Linked DNA regions of Mus musculus: region 2 is linked to region 1. The links are chromatin contacts, called in public promoter capture Hi-C maps. All regions are on one chromosome and are shown on one strand. Each heading gives the region's core, a stretch centred on a gene start, on an enhancer-like site or on the middle of the called end of the contact. The rest is flanking DNA. Distances are from core to core; before and after follow the strand shown. Region 1 holds the start of Smpdl3a (sphingomyelin phosphodiesterase, acid-like 3A). Region 2 holds the start of Ccdc138 (coiled-coil domain containing 138).

The links. Promoter capture Hi-C pulls out the DNA fragments that hold promoters and counts their contacts.
Region 2: a promoter capture Hi-C map of hematopoietic stem and progenitor cells shows a contact between it and region 1. The contact joins the promoter of Ccdc138 here to the promoter of Smpdl3a in region 1. A contact is called at or near these places in 6 of 39 promoter capture datasets (cranial neural crest, embryonic stem cells, hematopoietic stem and progenitor cells and 3 more), 4 of 115 datasets of contacts at active chromatin or transcription factors (astrocytes, bone marrow-derived macrophages, stem cell-derived neural progenitor cells and 1 more) and 1 of 9 other capture datasets (liver).

The regions. Positions count from the first base shown.
Region 1 is chr10:57,793,169-57,797,324 of GRCm38.p6, reverse strand. It overlaps Smpdl3a (sphingomyelin phosphodiesterase, acid-like 3A), which reads right to left and starts at 2,781. Exons shown (of 8, transcript NM_020561.2): 1 at 2,541-2,781. The coding sequence starts at 2,643.
Region 2 is chr10:58,495,925-58,500,168 of GRCm38.p6, reverse strand. Ccdc138 (coiled-coil domain containing 138) reads right to left here and starts at 2,232. Exons shown (of 16, transcript NM_001162956.1): 1 at 2,107-2,232; 2 at 956-1,000; 3 at 750-807. The coding sequence starts at 2,199.

The DNA of each region.
Region 1 (4,156 bases), core at 1,532-4,031:
CAGGGGCCACACTTCGGGAGACATGTTGCCTTTAATCACTGTACAATGCCTCTCATATACTTAGTCAAATAAGCTGCCTTGTACCAAAGTAGATAATGATATCTACACAAAAGGTACATTGAGGATTAAAGTAAATGAGATCATGAATGGATTAAATTTTTCATAATCCAAATCTTGCAATGGATTTTGAGCACATCCCTATGACATAATGCAGTACCTGGTTCACAGAGCTCCAAGAACAGGAATGAGTCTGATGGAGTGGGCCCTTAACAAAGATTCTTTAATTTTACAATTCATGGCATTGAGGCAAAGGCAAATTTCAGGATTCCCTCCAGATCATGTGACCAGGCAATAAAAGCTGAGCTAGAACCTGTTTCTCCAGATGCCAAGGTGCTATTTCTACCACATCACATTGCTGGATAGACAAATGAGGGGGTAATTAGATTCACTAAAGGATGGCTTGAAATGAGTCAGAACATCTGGAGGTTTTACATCCTAACGCCAATGATATTGTACATAAAATGTGGTTGTGTGTGTGTGTCTCTGTGTGTGTCTGTATATATGTGTCTGTGCCTGTGTGTGTGCGCGAGTTTGTAAGGTCACCAATCCAGCCTGTGACACAGTCCATAGCACACTCAAATCTAAATTTTTTGGCCAAAAATGCCCAAAGTCCTTTACCAAAATTTCTTTCTTATCCCCCAGATAAACTTTTCAAATATTTTTTCAAGATATGTGTGTTACACAGTCTACATAAGTGCTCAAATTTATTTAAAGAGATACTCAAAATTTTCAGAAAAAAAAATTCAGTCAAAGAATGCTTAATAATTTGTCCCAGCAAACCCAATGAACCATAATTATATGGACAATTGTATGTAGTCGTTTAAGTGGGCGTTGGTTGATCTGTTTATAAAGTCAGTTGCTGTGTGCTAAGTACACCAGCAGGTGACAGCCTACTAAATCTTTTAAAAATGAAGCCAAACACCCAGGGTGGTGGTCCTCTAGTCACATGGACTTGGCAAGGGGGAAAACTAAGACTGGGAACTTAAACACAGTTAGGAAACAAGCAGAGGCCAGGCTGGGTGGAAGTTGTGGAGGGAAGTGCAAAGGGGCCAGGGGGAGAGAGGCCTTCTAGTCAAGTGGAAAGCAGGTAAAATAATCCATGCAATGTGAAACCAGAGTCAACAGGTCTGGTTATTCTCTCTCCCTCCCGCTACCAAAACAGGAAGGTATCAGAAGGAGAGTCACATGATCACGGGCAAAGTTTTATGACTTCTTTCAGCAATTAATTCATTAAAACCAAAGGCGAATTTACCTGTGGTGCAGCCTGAGACATTTCCAGGTCAAAATCCGGAGCAGTCACAAATTTAAAATAGCACAATTCCAGCAATATAAAAACACGAGGCAGCCACATATGTACACATTCTGGGGGCTATTTCTGTTACAGGTGTTATTTGCCAGAGTTGACAAACCGGACATACAGCTGTGGCTTGCAAAAGCTTGACAGCTAAGTCAGGTGTACTTCACTCATAAGCAAGGAGAAGGGATTCCCTGGACCCCATTCAGGGAAGTCCTGTGCAGATCAGAGGCAGGCATGGAGAGGAGGCAGACAGCAGGAGAGTTTCAGTTCTGAGCACAGGTGAAAGTCTCAAGGATAGCTCTCTCTGCAAATCAAAACAAACCCCCCAACTAGAGCAATTATTTTTAAACGGAGCTAGGGAGATGGGGGAGGGGAGCGTCACCTTAAGTTTTAAAACCCAGAAGGCAACCTACAGTCTTACTAAACATTCAGTCTGGACGGGGATTTTCTAATTTGAGAGGGATGAAGAGTGTTAAACTGTGCCCAGGAATCCATTCCCACCGGTCTGGATCCAGTAATTTTGGAGTGGGGCTTAACTTACCGATTTTTTTTTTTCCCACCAAGTTTGGCAGCTGCTACTGCTGGGTGGAAGGAGACTGAGGGGGCAGGGCAGGGCAGGGCAGGCCAAGATTGCAGAAACAGAGTAATAGGCTCCCGGTAAACAGAACACACCACAAACGCAAGACCCCAAGTGCACCAAGGGCTGCGGAAGGGCTCAGGGGTTTTATGTTAAGAACGAAAGAGACCAGACGCCTCGGAGACCTGAAGAGGCAGAATTAGGCTCCGACGTCACTGAGCAGAACAGAATAGGACTGAAGCTACATCCAGGTGTAGGGACCCTGTAGGTCCTCCTCTGCTCTGGGCAGACTAGGTGACTCCGGGAATGCCCACAGCCAATTCTGAGCGGCATTTCCCACCAGACAACAGCTTCAGACTTTCCTCCCCTGGGAACTAAACCACCCAGACCCGGGATGTAAACAAACGCCCAGCAGGCGGCTCGGCTCCATACTGGCGCCCACGGGGCGCCCCCACCATGACTCAGACCCAGTGACCTTGCTGTCTGGCCTTTGGCCACAGTGACCAGTGTGGCGGCGTCCTGTGCCCCGCTGCCTACGCACCCGGCACCTTCATGACTTCGCCGACCCCCTCCACCGTCCTGTGCAGTCCCGATCGGTCCACTCACCCACAGCTGGGGCGCGATCCGCCGGCGCCAGGGGCACCCCGAGCCCCGGGCCGCAGAGCCAGGCAACCAGTAGGCAGCAAAGGAAGTTGCCCAGCAACGCCATGGTGGAGGCCACTGCCCCAGGACGCTAGACTGGAGCTTGGGCGCCGCTGAGACCCGCAGGCCCTAGGGGTGGAGAGGAAGCCAGAGCCTTTCCTTGTGTTGACGCCCAGCAAGCAGATCACGTGTAATATTAGATTCCCCTGAGCACGAGTTCTTCTGACCTTCTGGACTCCTTTATTTTAATATGCTTCCTTAATTTCTTAGGTCAATGGGAAACAATGTTCTTGCTCCAACCCCGTATTGTTTCCTTCCCTGAACCCCAGGAGCGCCTACCTGACAGGGCCATTTAGCAGAGGTACTTGAAAAGGCAGGAGAACCCTGAATCATAGTTAAGACAAACGAGTACAAGAATGGGTTTGGATTTCCTCAATGGTTTCGCTACCTGGGATTTATGACAGAAATGTAAACTCCCAAGCCTCAGGCCACCGCTGATAAATGAACAGATTAGCTGGGCTGGCCATGTGTGGCTTCATAGTACTCCAAGGTGATAGATAGGTGGAGTCGGCAAACTATGTCCCAGGTTCACCAGGCTGAACGTTTTCCTTTCCACAACTGAGTTAAGCACGTCCTCATGCAACCTACCTGGTAAATACAAATAGAGACTGTTGATTTTTCTATTCCAAAAGTTTTATAAGTATTGGCAAAGACACCAAAACCCACAGACTGTGTGTAATATGTATTCTTTGTTCTCTCTCTAGGAATTTATGAGAATGCGCTCTCTTTATAATATAGCCAACAACTTTAATTTATAAAACGTAGGGTGTCTTTGGAGAAGAGCAAACCTTTGAGAGATGCTGACCTCATAAAAGATGTGAGCTGTGGCGTCTTGAGGAAGCCGTGCTGTGTTAAAAGGTCCTGACAAAATACTATGCTTTAGCTGAGTTCAAGGTACTTATTATGGGAAGATGGGTGTTTTAGGTGGACACCCACATTGTCTTGGGATACCATGGCCTCTTTAATACTCAAATGCCTTAATTTGTGTATCTAGCATACCATTTTCATGATTAAAAGAGTATCTCTGTCACTAAGCTTAAATGGTTTTTCAATATCCTCCAACTATAGAATTAAGAATACTACATTGAAACTTTATAGTTTACCTACTTAGATTTACATTCTTTGTAATAGGAACATATCTGGTAAGTGTATTGATTTATTATTTTCTTTGTTCTATAACTGTAAGTTTCTGTAACCTATTCCATGTTGAAACAGTCATTTAGAGAAACCAGGATCTGTGTTCTTAGCCTAGGATCACACATATTTGGCTTAGGATACATTATTTTTGTATTTTCTTTAGGTACTTTTACCATTATATTTTACAAATATATTTATTTTCCATCAGAGGAAAAAAACTTTGTTTTATATCTGCATGATTTAGACATTATATCTTGTGAATAAATTTTTTTTAATGGACACTAAGTTTCCTTTCAGATCCTGGTAGACTCCTCCAAGTTTTGCTACATCATTGGGGTGATTCAGAGCAGTTCAAGAACCATGCATGCTTCCCTGCAACAGAC
Region 2 (4,244 bases), core at 983-3,482, 700 kb before region 1:
AACTAATAAATATTAGCTCTGAAGTATTAACAAGTTAATGAATTAATTTTTAATACTTATTACCATAAAATGTTTCAGCTTATCAAAAAACATTACAAGCCAACTTGATAAATTTTCCCTTTATTTTTCATTCTGGTATATTCTTTTTTTGTTTTGTTTTGTTTTGTTTTTTCAAGACAGGGTTTCTCTGTGTAGCACTGGCTGTCCTGGAACTTGCTCTGTAGACCAGGCTGGCCACAAACTCTGAAATCCGCCTGCCTCTGTCTCCCAAGTGCTGGGATTAAAGATGTGCGCCACCACTGCCCGGCTGGTACATTCTTTCTTGCCTAAATAAAACTTACTAGTATTTTCCGTGCAGTATATTCTGTACAATTTTTTTTAACATTTTTCAAAAGCAAACATACCAGCTGGGGACATGGTTTAGTGACTGAGCACTTGCTAAGCACTGATCAACTTCCTCAGAACTGATTAATAGTCTAGATTCGACTCCCAGTACCACAAAAGAAAAGTAAAAGGCACGCATATTATAAATTACATCTCACACACACACCAAAATCCCTCGATAAATTTAGTTTTAGAAGACATCTCACACATTCAACTCTAAATTCACAATTAGGTGATTATCAGACTGAATATTTTTTTTAATGAAAAATGAGTAACAATAAGCCTAGGTCTAAACATTTCTATAAATCTCTCTCAAGTTAAATTTGTTAAAATACTCAAATATACAAAATTTTCTTTTGGCTTACCTGGGGAGGTCACAATTCTTCTTTTATATTTAGTCTGGTCAAAATCTGAAAGTTCATGCTAGGTGAGGAGAAAGATACACTTAAGTTAAACACTAAGACCTATTCTCTTAAAATACTTTTCCATAATTACAAAGGTTAGCATGGACAAACCTAGGGGCACCACTCAACCCAAGATCAGCATCACTAATTAGACAAACAGCATGTACCTGTTGATTCATCAGAGCAGCCCACACACCAGTCATGTCGTTTTCCTGCCAAGAATACAAAACCAGAATCAAATCAGAAGCTATCCGTTAGACAAACTCAAACTGAGAGACATTCTAATACACACGTCTTCCACCTTGTGCAAGCACTAATGTTACAAGAAACTAGGTGTGGACATCTGTTGTAGATTAAAGGCAACCACACACAATCAAATGTAATGTTCGGACCCCAGGTAGTATCTGCACCAGGGTATGCTTTATCATTGTGGTAATCTGTGTACAAACTATACACTATCCTGTTTATTATCACAATACTAAATTTCTTGGAAAATATCAATAAGGCTTTAAAAGAGAATGTGCTTCACAGGAAAAGCAAGCTAGAGGAGTATGTGTTGGAGTCTCAATTAAGGTTATGTGAGGATAGAATGAATTTGTGTCATGGTCACCGGAACATTGGGAAATATTGCTATTTCTCAAGAAGGGGTTTTGGAAAGCCAGCAAATGTGGGAAGGAACAGAGGAATGCCTGCGACCTTGCTCACCTTCTGGAGAAGTCAGGGTAAATGATGTTCCCATACCTCAGATGATTTTTTTGAAGACAACATTGTTATGCTTTATATAACCTTGACCATGCTGGGCTGTCAAGCAGGCTTCTCAGCTGAACTGTAAACACCTAACTCTGTTATCAGAGGGTGAGGATTTAAAAAAAAAAACCGAATCTGGTCGTGCAAACTGAGGTATGTAATTGGTCTCCCGCTTCTGTTCTTCCAGGATTCATCGAAGATGTGATCTGGCCGACCTCTCACAAGATATTAGCAAAGACCTCAGTGGGGGCCCCGCCTCAAAAATGGCAAGACTCTCCTGGTGAATGGCGCTCTCAAGGGAGGACTACAAGAATGCACATCGCCACAACTTTTCTGTAAGTTTGCAATTACTTCGGAGTAAGATGCTTTCCAGAAGGAACTACAGTGTCTTCCGTGCCTGCTGCACTTTGGTCACCGCCAGCATTGGTTACCAGGACCAAAGCCACGCCCCGTCCGTCGAGGCGGTTTCCCCGAGGGCGGGAACTCTCTAGTGAGCCTCCCCGAGGAAGGCAGGGCTAGCGACCTCCCGCGGCCGCCCAGCAGAGCCCACCGCGGCTTCCACCCATCTCACCTCCACGGGGCACCTTCCCGCCAGGCCGTAGCGGCTTTTGAGACGCTCCACTACCATATCCTGTCCCGGTGGCTTGACCACCCTGCGCTCCATGGTGAGTCTCTGACTGCGGTCGCCCGGGAAACCGGGTTCACAGTCACGTCAGGGCGGGCAGTACGTCACGACGCCTGGCTCCGCCCCCCGAGGACGCCGGAAGCCGGTAGGAGGATACACTACAACCCAGTTCTCGGTTGCCCCTTAGAGTTTCTCAGTTCCAAGTCTTTTACCCGCCATAAATGTGAAGCATGAAAAAGGTGAGTTCTGCCGGGCAGTGGTAGCCCACGCCTTTAATCCCAGCACTTGGGAGGCAGAGGCAGGCGGATTTCTGAGTTCGAGGCCAGCCTGGTCTACAGAGTGAGTTCCAGGACAGCCAGGGCTACACAGAAAAACCCTGTCTCGAAAAACCAAAAGGAAAAAAAAAGGAGGGAGAGGGAGAGGGGGAGGGGGAGAAGAGAAGAAAGATTCCCTTGAGAGCGCTGGCTCGGCCAGCAGGAAGGCGAATAACTTCTCCACAGCAGAGAGCCAGAATGCTCCCCAAGGCTGGAGACCACAGGGACTACAGGGTAAATTTTACTGTGCACTACATAAAATTAGACTAAACAGGGTCTCTTCATCAAAAGTGATTTACAATCACAGAAAAATCAGGACATGTCTGAGCGCTAAGCGCATTAACTGCTGATTATACTCCTTTGCCAGTTTCCATAGGTGGTACAAAAATAATCGAATATAGGCAGGGAAGGTGGAGGCTGGAGGCCAGCCTGGGCTACAGGGTCATAAGCAGTTGGGGCAATTAACTGCCTCAACTACCGGGTGATCTGCCTCATAAAATGAAAAAATGTTCGTTTAAAACACAGAAACCTCTTTCCCAGCTATGCAACAGCACATAGTACTTGGTGTGTTCAACTTATCACACAAGCTCCTACCTGTTCAGTTTTTCTTTGAGATACACTAACACTGAGAAATAGTAGACATGTGTTGTAGCAGCCCCTAAATTCTCTGGATAACTTTTTAACTTACAGAAGTTGATACTTTAGCAATAGACAAAAAACTCACTATAAAAACATTGCCTAAAGAATACTTTTTTGCCAGCTGGAGAGATGGCTCAGTGGTTAAGAGCACTGACTGCTCTTCCAGAGGTCCCCAGTTCAATTCCCAGTAACCACATAGTGGCTCACAACCATCTGTAATGGGATCTGATGCCCTCTTTCTGGTTTATATGAAGACAGCTACAGTGTACTCCTATATGTAAAGTAATCTTTTTTTAAAATACTTTTTGCTAAAAACTACCACCTAGGGGCTGGTGAGATGGCTCAGCAAGGTTAAGACTGCTCTTCCTAAGGTCCTGACTTCAAATCCCAGCAACCACATGGTGGCTCACAACCATCTGTAACGAAATCTGATGCCCTCTTCTGGAGTGTCTGAAGACAGCTACAGTGTATTTACATATAATAAATATTTAAAACAAACAAACAAAAAAAAACCTACCACCTAAACTGTGTAATTGTTTTATTTTGGTTTTCAGGGTAGATTTTTTTTTTGGATTTTTTGTTTTTTTTATTTTTTTTTTTTTCCCCGAGACAGGGTTTCTCTGTGTAGCCCTGGCAGTCCTGGAACTCACTTTGTAGACTCAGAAATCCGCCTGCCTCTGCCTCCTGAGTGCTGGGATTAAAGGCGTGTGCCACCACCGCCCGGCTTGGGGGTAGATTTTAATGAGCTTAAAACCTATCAATGTGAGTTTATACCATCATCAGTGAATAAACAACAGATCACATTGTTCTTATATATCAAGCATCATATAAAATGCCACAAGCTTATTTTTAAACTTCTTTGTTAGAGCTGGATAGCTCAGCCATTAAGAACATTAGACAAGAAAACAGAAATGACTCGATACTTACATTTGGATAATAGAAAATTGTATGGTCTAACTAGATTCTTTTTAGTTCTTCCTGGGGGAGTCGAGTTCCATTCCCAGCACCCAAATGGTGGCTCACAACCTTTGGTAACTCATCAAGTTGTAAACACCTCTACTATAAATAAATAGCAATAGTTAGTTTAACCTGCCATTTTGTCACGTTTTTGAAAGGTCTTTGGGCTGGAGA